Linked DNA regions of Hordeum vulgare: region 1 is linked to region 2. A link is a contact called in public Hi-C data. All regions are on one chromosome and are shown on one strand. Each heading gives the region's core, a stretch centred on a gene start, on an enhancer-like site or on the middle of the called end of the contact. The rest is flanking DNA. Distances are from core to core; before and after follow the strand shown.

The links. A called contact is a pair of places that touch in the nucleus more often than the background predicts.
Region 1: a Hi-C map of leaf shows a contact between it and region 2, with 2.4 times the contacts expected there. The contact joins the promoter of LOC123401379 here to the promoter of LOC123402393 in region 2. A contact is called at or near these places in 3 of 6 Hi-C or Micro-C datasets (leaf and seedling) and 1 of 1 datasets of contacts at active chromatin or transcription factors (embryo).

The regions. Positions count from the first base shown.
Region 1 is chr6H:533,391,363-533,395,990 of MorexV3_pseudomolecules_assembly, forward strand. LOC123401379 (diacylglycerol kinase 3-like) reads left to right here and starts at 1,314. Exons shown (of 12, transcript XM_045095167.1): 1 at 1,314-1,872; 2 at 3,115-3,237; 3 at 3,467-3,604; 4 at 3,684-3,769; 5 at 4,106-4,202. The coding sequence starts at 1,483.
Region 2 is chr6H:533,248,331-533,252,815 of MorexV3_pseudomolecules_assembly, forward strand. It overlaps LOC123402393 (glutamate receptor 2.8-like), which reads left to right and starts at 2,082. Exons shown (of 3, transcript XM_045096307.1): 1 at 2,082-2,429. The coding sequence starts at 2,156.

The DNA.
Region 1 (4,628 bases), core at 64-2,563, 140 kb after region 2:
ATAAAGCATCACTGATGGTCACATATTTCCAACATAGGTACCTAGGTCAAATCTGAAATAAACATCAAAGGGAAAATCTAATTAACAGCGTCGCATCTCGTCATCACCGTGCTGTGGCTGCGCAAGCATGCATTGTGTTCTCTTCCCATGCATGCATGCAATGACTCATCTCTAAATGATTGGAATTCAAAATCTTTTATCTCTTAAACCAATAATTCGATCGATGATCCGTTTTGCCGTTGACTTTGTTTTCACGAAATCTTCAAAACTAAATCCCATGTCGACATGTTTCGGCAACTTTTTTTTACTCGTACTCACCACATTTGTTGCACTTACTTGTCATATTAGTAAGTACTCCCTCCGTAAACTAATATAAGAGCGTTTAGATCACTAGTGATCTAAACGCTCTTATATTAGTTTACAAAGGGAGTACTTACTTGTGTGATAAAAAATAATTTAATCATCATATTTTTTGGAAAATGCATATAAATATGACATCTCGACATAATCAAACTAGCAAACACAGACAACTTTTTATAGGCGATTACGCGCGAAAATATGATAACTCAACATATTTAAAACCGATGACCACAAAAAATCTTTTTGATCATCGTTTGTAAATATGACAACTCGGCATAGTTAAAACTAAAAAGCACACAAAATAGTTTTCTGACAAATTTATATGTAAATACGACAAGTTAGCATATTTAAATTGGCAAACATAACCTATATCATGCATAATAGAAACTGCTACAAGGCTTTATACGAAACAACATTAAAAAATAACAATCAAGTTATTTTTCCCAGACAAGTAAGTGGTTAACAATGTGGTAAGCGAAAAAAATAATTGTCAGAACATGTCGACATGAGATCTAGTTTTGAAGAACTCGTCGCGAAAAAGTCAATGGTGAAAACGGATCATCGATTGAATTAACGGTTTATTAAATAAAACTTTTTAAAATTTAAACATAAAAAGAAATCGGGCCCATCCAACCGTTTAAGGAGCCGCCGAATGGAAGAGCACATATGCGGCGTCGCTCGCCAGTCAATCCCAACATCAAAACCCTTAGAAAGAGTTTTTTTTTTCCGGAGGGCACAACCACGCACAGGAAAATTCAACGAAAACGCCAGCAATGCGCGTCCCTTTCACCGCGTCAAGAAAAGTAAATTCCTCCCCCGTAACGAAAAGACGTAAATGCTCCCCCCGTCCGAAGACGCGGTCGAAGCGAGCGCCTAGCGCCAGTCGTCCCAGTCCACCTAATCAGCCCTCCCCCCACCCATTAACAAAAGCTTTATTCCCGGCTGCATATATGCAGCACCCGTCAGCAAATCAATAATAAAAGTCGGCGCCGCGCTCCTCCTCTTTTCTTTCCCCAATCCATCGCCGAGCCAATTCGGAAAGCCGCTGCCTGTCCTGCTTAGCTGTGATACATACATACATACTGCTGCCTTTTCCCTTTTCCCCGGCGGGAGCGCGTGGCGATGGAGCGAGCGGAGGCGGAGGTGGAGATGGCCGGCGGCGGCGAGGCCGTCCACACGCCCCACTCGGCGCCGCCGACGGCGCCGTCGGCGCGGGTGTCGATCTGGGAGTCGGTGCGCGCGTGCGGGGTGTGGGGGCGGGAGGTCGACAAGGCCGAGCTGCGGCGCCGGGTCGTCATGCCGCTCTACGCGCGGAGGGCCGTCGCCGCCGCCGTCGCCGAGAAGGACGAGGCCGCCGGCGTGGCGGCCGCGGCCGCCGCCAGGGAGGAGCAGGCGGAGGAGGACGGGCTGGCGGTGGTGACGCCGATGGTCGTCTTCGTCAACTCCAAGAGCGGCGGCCGCCACGGGCCCGAGCTCAAGGTGCGCCTGCACGAGCTCATCAGCAAGGAGCAGGTGACGACCTCGTCCTCGCCATTCACGTGCTCCCCCCCCTATTCTGGCGTTTCTTCCCCCCCCCCCCCCCCCACCCCCCCCCCCCCCCCCCCCCCCCTACCTCGCTTTGCGTTCGTGACGGTCGTTACTGTACTACTACTCGTTACTCCGCAGCAGATTTTTCTCTTCCATCCGTGTGGTATCCGGCAGGGAACTGATTTAGAGATAATACTAGTAGGATGAATTAGTGCGAGATCACACGCCCCCTTTCAGCTGGGATTAGTGGATTCTGCTCAGGCCGGTGGTACTATCGTGGTACAATGGTGCTACCGTGAAACCAAGGACAGGAAATGCTCCGCGCCCTGTGATCTGAGGAGGATGGCATGACGCGACCAGAATCTCTACTTGCCCAGTATGCGTTGAGAAGATCGTCATGCCCCATATGAGGCATTGTACTGACCTTTTTCTTTCCCGTGTTTCTCGGTTCTACCCGATTCTGCGAAGGTCGAATCATCTTGATAGCTACGCACTTAATTGGTACCAGGAGAGGTTGGGGGAGTAGGGGGGGTGTCTAGATGAAGACTCATATCTGACCATTATGGTTGGATGATAAATGCATAATAAATGTCGTACATCGCAGGCTGCTGTCAAGGCTACATCGGACCGTGTCTTGCTTCCCCATAGTGTTCTAGAAGGGGTGATGAGGTGAAGGAAAAGATCTAGGACGGTAGGTGTTAGGTGGGGAAGGAGGGACGATGCTTGTGTAGGTGACAGTAGTGACAGTAATGTAATGAGACTGTCTATAATTTGTAGCTTCATATTTTCTTGAAGAGAAGACATGTGCAGAGCCTTGATATATTGTTTCATGTTGATGATTATTAATCAACATGGAAGTACTGGCTTCTACCCGAGTTAGCGGTGGATCAACATGTGAAACTGGAGGTTGGCTTGGCCACTGATGTCATTATGTGGTGCAAAAGGGTCAGAACTGATAGAAGCTAGGGTGATAAAGAACTATGGATATGGGGCAATTCTGTGAAATTTGATGGTCTTTAAGGGCTTGGAAAACTCATGCAACATGTTATTGTGGTTGTCAATACAGGCTAACTGTTTGGGGCTCGTTTGTAACGCCTGTTCTGGATTATTTTGTGCACTCGCGAGCCACATCATGTCTTTTGAAAATTCTAGTTTCTCATTCTTTTGTTTGTTCTGGAAAACCCTGGACTATATATAGTACTTACTGATGGAACCATTTTTGTTCAGGTCTTCGATCTTTCTGTTGTGAAGCCTTCTGATTTTGTTCGCTATGGCCTGGGTTGTTTGGAGAGGTTGGCTGATCAAGGTGATAACTGTGCAAAGGACATCCGTGCAAATTTGAGGATTATGGTACGTGCTTGATGGGCTTCAGTAAGGATATTGTATCTGTCAGAAGCTTTTAAGGGTTCGCTGCATGTTAGATTTGTTATTTACTGTTACAGATTATTTGATAAGCGAGCTTATATCTGAGCTCATGAGAGGTTTCTGCTCCACCATTTAGGTGTCCATATGCTTTCCTTGTATGTCACAGTTTTCCAACTACTTTGCATAACATCCTTGCACTAGTTCTTTCTGACAGGTTGCTGGAGGTGATGGCACTGTTGGTTGGGTACTTGGATGTCTCCAAGAACTTAATAAGTCAAAAAGGGAACCAGTTCCTCCCACAGGAATCATTCCACTTGGGACAGGAAACGACCTCGCTAGATCATTTGGATGGGTAAGGACCGATATGCGATGACACCGTTCTATTTAAGTTCTTTGTTTTTAATTGAAAATGCTAATCAACTCAAGCACAGGGTGGCTCTTTTCCCTTTGGTTGGCGTTCAGCTGTAAAGCGATATCTCAACAAGGCCGTTTCTGCTTCGGCCGTCCATCTCGACAGGTGAGATTGTGAGATCATTGCTCGTGAGTTATTTCTCTCTTTGTTCACCTATGCGTATTCAGCTCGATTTTGTTGATCGCTGGTACTTAAATTTGAAGAATATATTTTGCACTGCCGAGTAAAACTTATCATATACCTTTCTGGAATATATTTCCCGATGGTGGAAGAAAACCATCAATCTACATATGCCCAGCAGCTATCTGCCATATTTATTATCTCCAAATGCGTAAGATGTGTACATCGTGAATAAGCTCAACTCTAGATGTTTCTTCTAATAATTGGACATACACTTTTCATCTGTTTTTGCTCTGAAAATCGCTACCAATGTTTTTGCAGTTGGCAGGCTGTGATTAAGATGCCAGAGGGAGAAATAACAGAGTTGCCACATGCACTTAAGAAAGCGGAACCTGCCGATCAGCTGGAGTTCAGCAAGGTCTTGACTATGAATTTACCTGGAAATTACACCCTGAAATAGAAAACAGACTTTAGCTCAAATCTATACACTCGGTAGCATGCTCTTCTTCCATTGTTAGATCTCCTCTCCACTTAAGAACATTGTTTTAGACATCTGTTTAAGATTGAATGACAACATAAAAAACTATTGTTGAGGTAGTTCTTTTTTGAATGCGAGTTGTAACATGAACTCTGCATTATATTGTTTGTTGTCTGCGCCTAAATGATCAAAGATAGTTTAAACTTCGCATTTTAAAGAAATATTCAAGTCAATTCTGAAAATCCAAGTTGCATACAGGATGCCCCTTACTTACCTAGGAAAATAATTTCAGTTACTGCTAAGTTTTGCATAGTAGCTTTGAATGCGTGCTACTCCTTGACTCTGCGTGGTTGCCTGCCATACTTG
Region 2 (4,485 bases), core at 832-3,331:
GTTTGGGCCAAGATCTCTCCATGAGTGGGCTCCCAATATGTTCTTGTGGTATAATGCCAATTCGACCGTGTTCATCTCCGCGCTACAATAACATCAAAACAATCCATCATCCATCGACCGCAAACAATCACCGCAAAATGCATTGGCAGAAATGACATTTTTTTTACTTTGTGGCCATTTCATCAAGCACTTTGCGACTATAGCCCTCTTTGTCGGTTGTGGCGGCCAGACGAGCCAGAACTGTGGTCATAGGGGTGGCCAGAGAGGGGGTACGGGGCCGCCGAACAGGGGCGAGGGGATGAGGGCGAGAGCTGTCGCGACTGTTGTCGGCTTCCTAGAACGTTTGGCAGCGTCGGGAGTGGAGGGAGGGCGGCCGACCGATGCCAGATGGGCAGTGGCCACCCCAGTGACCTTGCTACCGGCTGTGGCAGCCGGTGTGGTAGATCGGACGGGATATCGCCTAGGTGTGGCTTAGAGGAGTAAAACTGAAATTTACTCCCCTATGAGTTTTGGAGGATCGGCTAGAATGCTCTTAACAAGTGACGTGAAGCAAGCTAGTAATAACTAGATTTTTCATATATAAGAATCAATATCTCCTAGACAACTAGAGGGTAGTAAGGCTGGTCGTAATGGTAGTATCATAGCTAGTATCATGCATGCCAACTAAGCAATTTTGATGATGTGTCATAGAATTAAATGAAGAAAGAGAGGGTTGAGTATCATATTATGATACCGTATCATATTAAATGTTGTGCTACTATGTGTTATGCATGATAATAAATGATTTATCATATGATACTATGCATTACGGGTGTAGTACCATATACATGATACTAATATATGATACTTTTCATTACAACCAGCCTAAGTAGTTTCGTAGTATTAATTGTATGATGTTAATTATCCAGCAAGATGGGCCAATTAACAGGACTAGCTGTTGTGCCACCCAAATCCCCAAAAAAGCAAAACCATATTAAAAAAACACCACTCTGTAGCGAAATCAATATCTCCTAGACACCTAGAGGGTTGGTATCTCTAGCAGAGAATTCTCCTAAGATGCTCTTCAACTGGACCTGTACATTTCAACTTGACACACATTCAACGGGTCATGCACGTCCTCTGTAAGCATTCATATTGTGGTACATACATACTATCTCTATCCTATAATATAGAAGCGTTTCTGACACTATATATTTTCAGACACAAGAACATGATTCTTACTACTTCTTTTTTATACTAGTTCAGCGCCAATTAACATTGATCAGAGGGAATATCTTAGTTGAGCTAGAAAAGAAAATCATGCACATGAGAAGCATAGTCAACCTAGCAGCAAATATATAACTCATAGGCCAGATAAGAGGGATTAAAATAAGACGAGAGGTGAAAGTATTACTCTAATCTCGAGCACAAATGCATCCACATGAATAGTAAATCTTAAAAGGTCATAGTCATAAAAACTTTAAAAAAATTGTGGATAAACATCAACAAATTTCTTAACATGCTGCAGAATTTCACCGAATTTGTAGAGGTGTGTGCTAACAAGATAAAAATGAATGCTCCAAAATGCTTTTTTTTACCCTTGAATTTTGTTTATTTTTTACAGGCCTCCACGGATGTCATTTCACAATGAAATTTTGCAGGATGTTGGAAAATTTGTAGACGTTAATCCAAGAAAAATCGTGTTTCTATGGTTTTATTTACTATTTTTAGAACTTACTGTTTATATGGATGTATTTGAGCTTGGACCAGATTATCCATGTCGCTTCACATTTTTTCTTGAACACGGTATAGACGCAAATGCTTGTATAAATATACATACACTCACGTCTCTGAACGCGTATACGCATATTTTACCTCTATAAACATCTGTGAAAGACTGGTCTGGCATGTCAGCTTGGCTTAACTTTCTATCCTTGTTGATCCCCTCTTGTATACGCTCGGCGTACGTACGCTACCCTTGGACCATTCCTGCTCTGCCACGTAGCTTTCGATCGTACGTGGTACGTAGCCCACCCTCAGCGCGCGCGCATACAAGTCAAGGTCAAGAGTGCAGTCGAGTAGTTGTCAAGAGCTTCCGCCTATAAACCGTATCCCTCCCCTCGTCGCAAAGCTTCCGATCCTCCCAAGTCGCCATCGCCACTCGCAACGCAAGATCATGGTGCGCGCGCTCTCCTCCTTCTACCACGCTCTGCTGCTCGTCGTGGCCGCGCTGGTCGGGCCGCACCCGGCGACGGCGCAGAGCGTGCCCGTCCGCGTCGGGGTGATCCTGGACTGGTCGTCGCCGGCGTCGTCGGCGGTGTCGCTGAGGCGACGGACGGGGATCCAGATGGCGGTACAAGACTTCTACGCGGCGCACCCGGGGTCGGCCACCAGGGTGGAGCTCCACTTCAGGGACTCCGCCGGGGACGTCGTCGGCGCCGCTTCCGCCGGTAAGCAGCTACATCCCCGATGCTACCCTCAGCACATCGGTTTCACTCATAGCTTTGTCTCCCACATGGCCTAGAAGTGTCGTGTTGCCCAGTCTCCGAAAACCGCCATTTTTGTCGCCTCGCCAAGACTAGACCGACGTACAGGGCCACTTAACAACCATGCACGCTTGCACCATGTCTGTCCGTCCGTGTTAATTAGCATGTTACTAGTAGATCAGTATATATCCTAGCCAGACCATCCCGCATGGCATGAACTGCTATTATTAACCGCGCGCGAGTTGATCGTGAGGATTCCAGGACGTGAATATTCGTTGGTTCTGTCAGGGTCGGGTCGCGATGCGCCAGATGACCAGCAGACGCTCAAAAATATAACGCACGTACCAAACTCTAGCAGAGGCCCAAAAATACCGCGACCTGCTCCTCCCCGCCCCGCCATGGCCGCGGCCCGCCCCGCCGCCACGGCCTGCTCCTCCCCGCCGCCGCGACCCGCCGTCGACCAGCTCCGCGCCGGGCGAGGACGGCGAGGTCCTGGGCGGCTGGACAGCGCCGACGGGTTCGAGGCCTTTGTGGCCGCCGGATTGGTGCGCCGGGCGAGGACAGCGAGGTCCTGGACGGCGGCGCGGGACAGGACAGGCAGCGCAAGGAGTTACAGCGCGCACGAGCTCACGCACGAAATATACTGCGTCCGGTTCAGTTTTTCCCAGCGCGTTGAACATTTTTTACGACGTGCTTTATTATACAGCGTTTGTTGGAATGTAATTTCTAACTCCGCGCGCGCTAAACTTGTAATTTTTTGGGCACGACGTTAGTATTGGGCATCTGTTGGATCTGTAAGAGTTGAGACACCTAGAGCTTCTTCGTCGACCTACATGCCATCGCCATGCACGTCGCCTTCCCGCATGCCCATCCGGCTTAGCTTCCTTGTCCTGGCGTGAGTCCGTCCGACTGACAAGTCCTTGCGGTCTGCTTCTTCACCGCGTGCACGTGCTACCGCGCGAGCTGGTAGTTAGCTACTGTACTAGGAGTACTAGTAGCCAGTACTAGTAGTACTCACCGCGAGTCCATCAGATTGGGACCGATTGGTTTGGTTTAACCCCGCCCACGAGAGTAGCACCAAATTGTTAGCTTGGGCACGACACGACAGCCGACAACGGCCCAAAATCTTACTATACCACTATCCATTCTTCCAACTCCTTGATTACTTGGGGGATCCAAGTTTCAACTGGTGTGACACGCATCATGTGGACGCATGTGCATCATCGGTCGAGTCACCACTTAGTCCCCCAAGTTTTTAATGCTTCTCATGGAAAAATCTTTCTACGCGATAAGTAGTTGTCATCAACTCTTCGTCATCCTCCGTCATGACTCATGAGTGCATACCTTTACTTAGCCACATGCATGCAGTCCAAACTAGCTAGCAGCATTTATTGCGAAAAAAGATTTTCCACCGCTTTATGTTATAAAGCAACAACCAACCGATACAATTAATTTCCTGGGTCGGAGCATAAATATGCCCAAAAGGAAAAAAAAATCGGCGCCGGCAGCTCAACTAAGCAAAGATGATCGACAACCATTGCACCCTCCTAATAGTACCACCGCACGCATTGCATTCCGAAGCCTCGCGTACCAAGCAACACCTTCAGGAAAAAATGCGACGACGACGTCGTTGCTGCCCGAACAAGTCCTAGGATTTCCCCCGATACATGGATGACAGTGGGAAAGGGGTATCACCGACGCCACTTAGGAAGGTCCGGCTGCGCCCACGGGTGTAGCCGTGTCGGTGGCTAGCGAACCGCCAAGGATTTCTCCCGCCCTGAAACCACCACGGCCACCCGAGACAATCAAAAATACACCGACCAAGATACCGCCCACCAGCCTATGCCACCACGGTCACCGCACCAACTTCACTGAGGCCACCAACACGAGACCTGGAGCGAGGACGAGGAGATACCGGGCTCAGGGGCAACCACAACGCAGCCGACAGGAGGGAACAACCTCCACCGCCTCGCGGAGCCGACCAGACGTAGCGACGGGGACTTGCCAGGCCACCACAGAC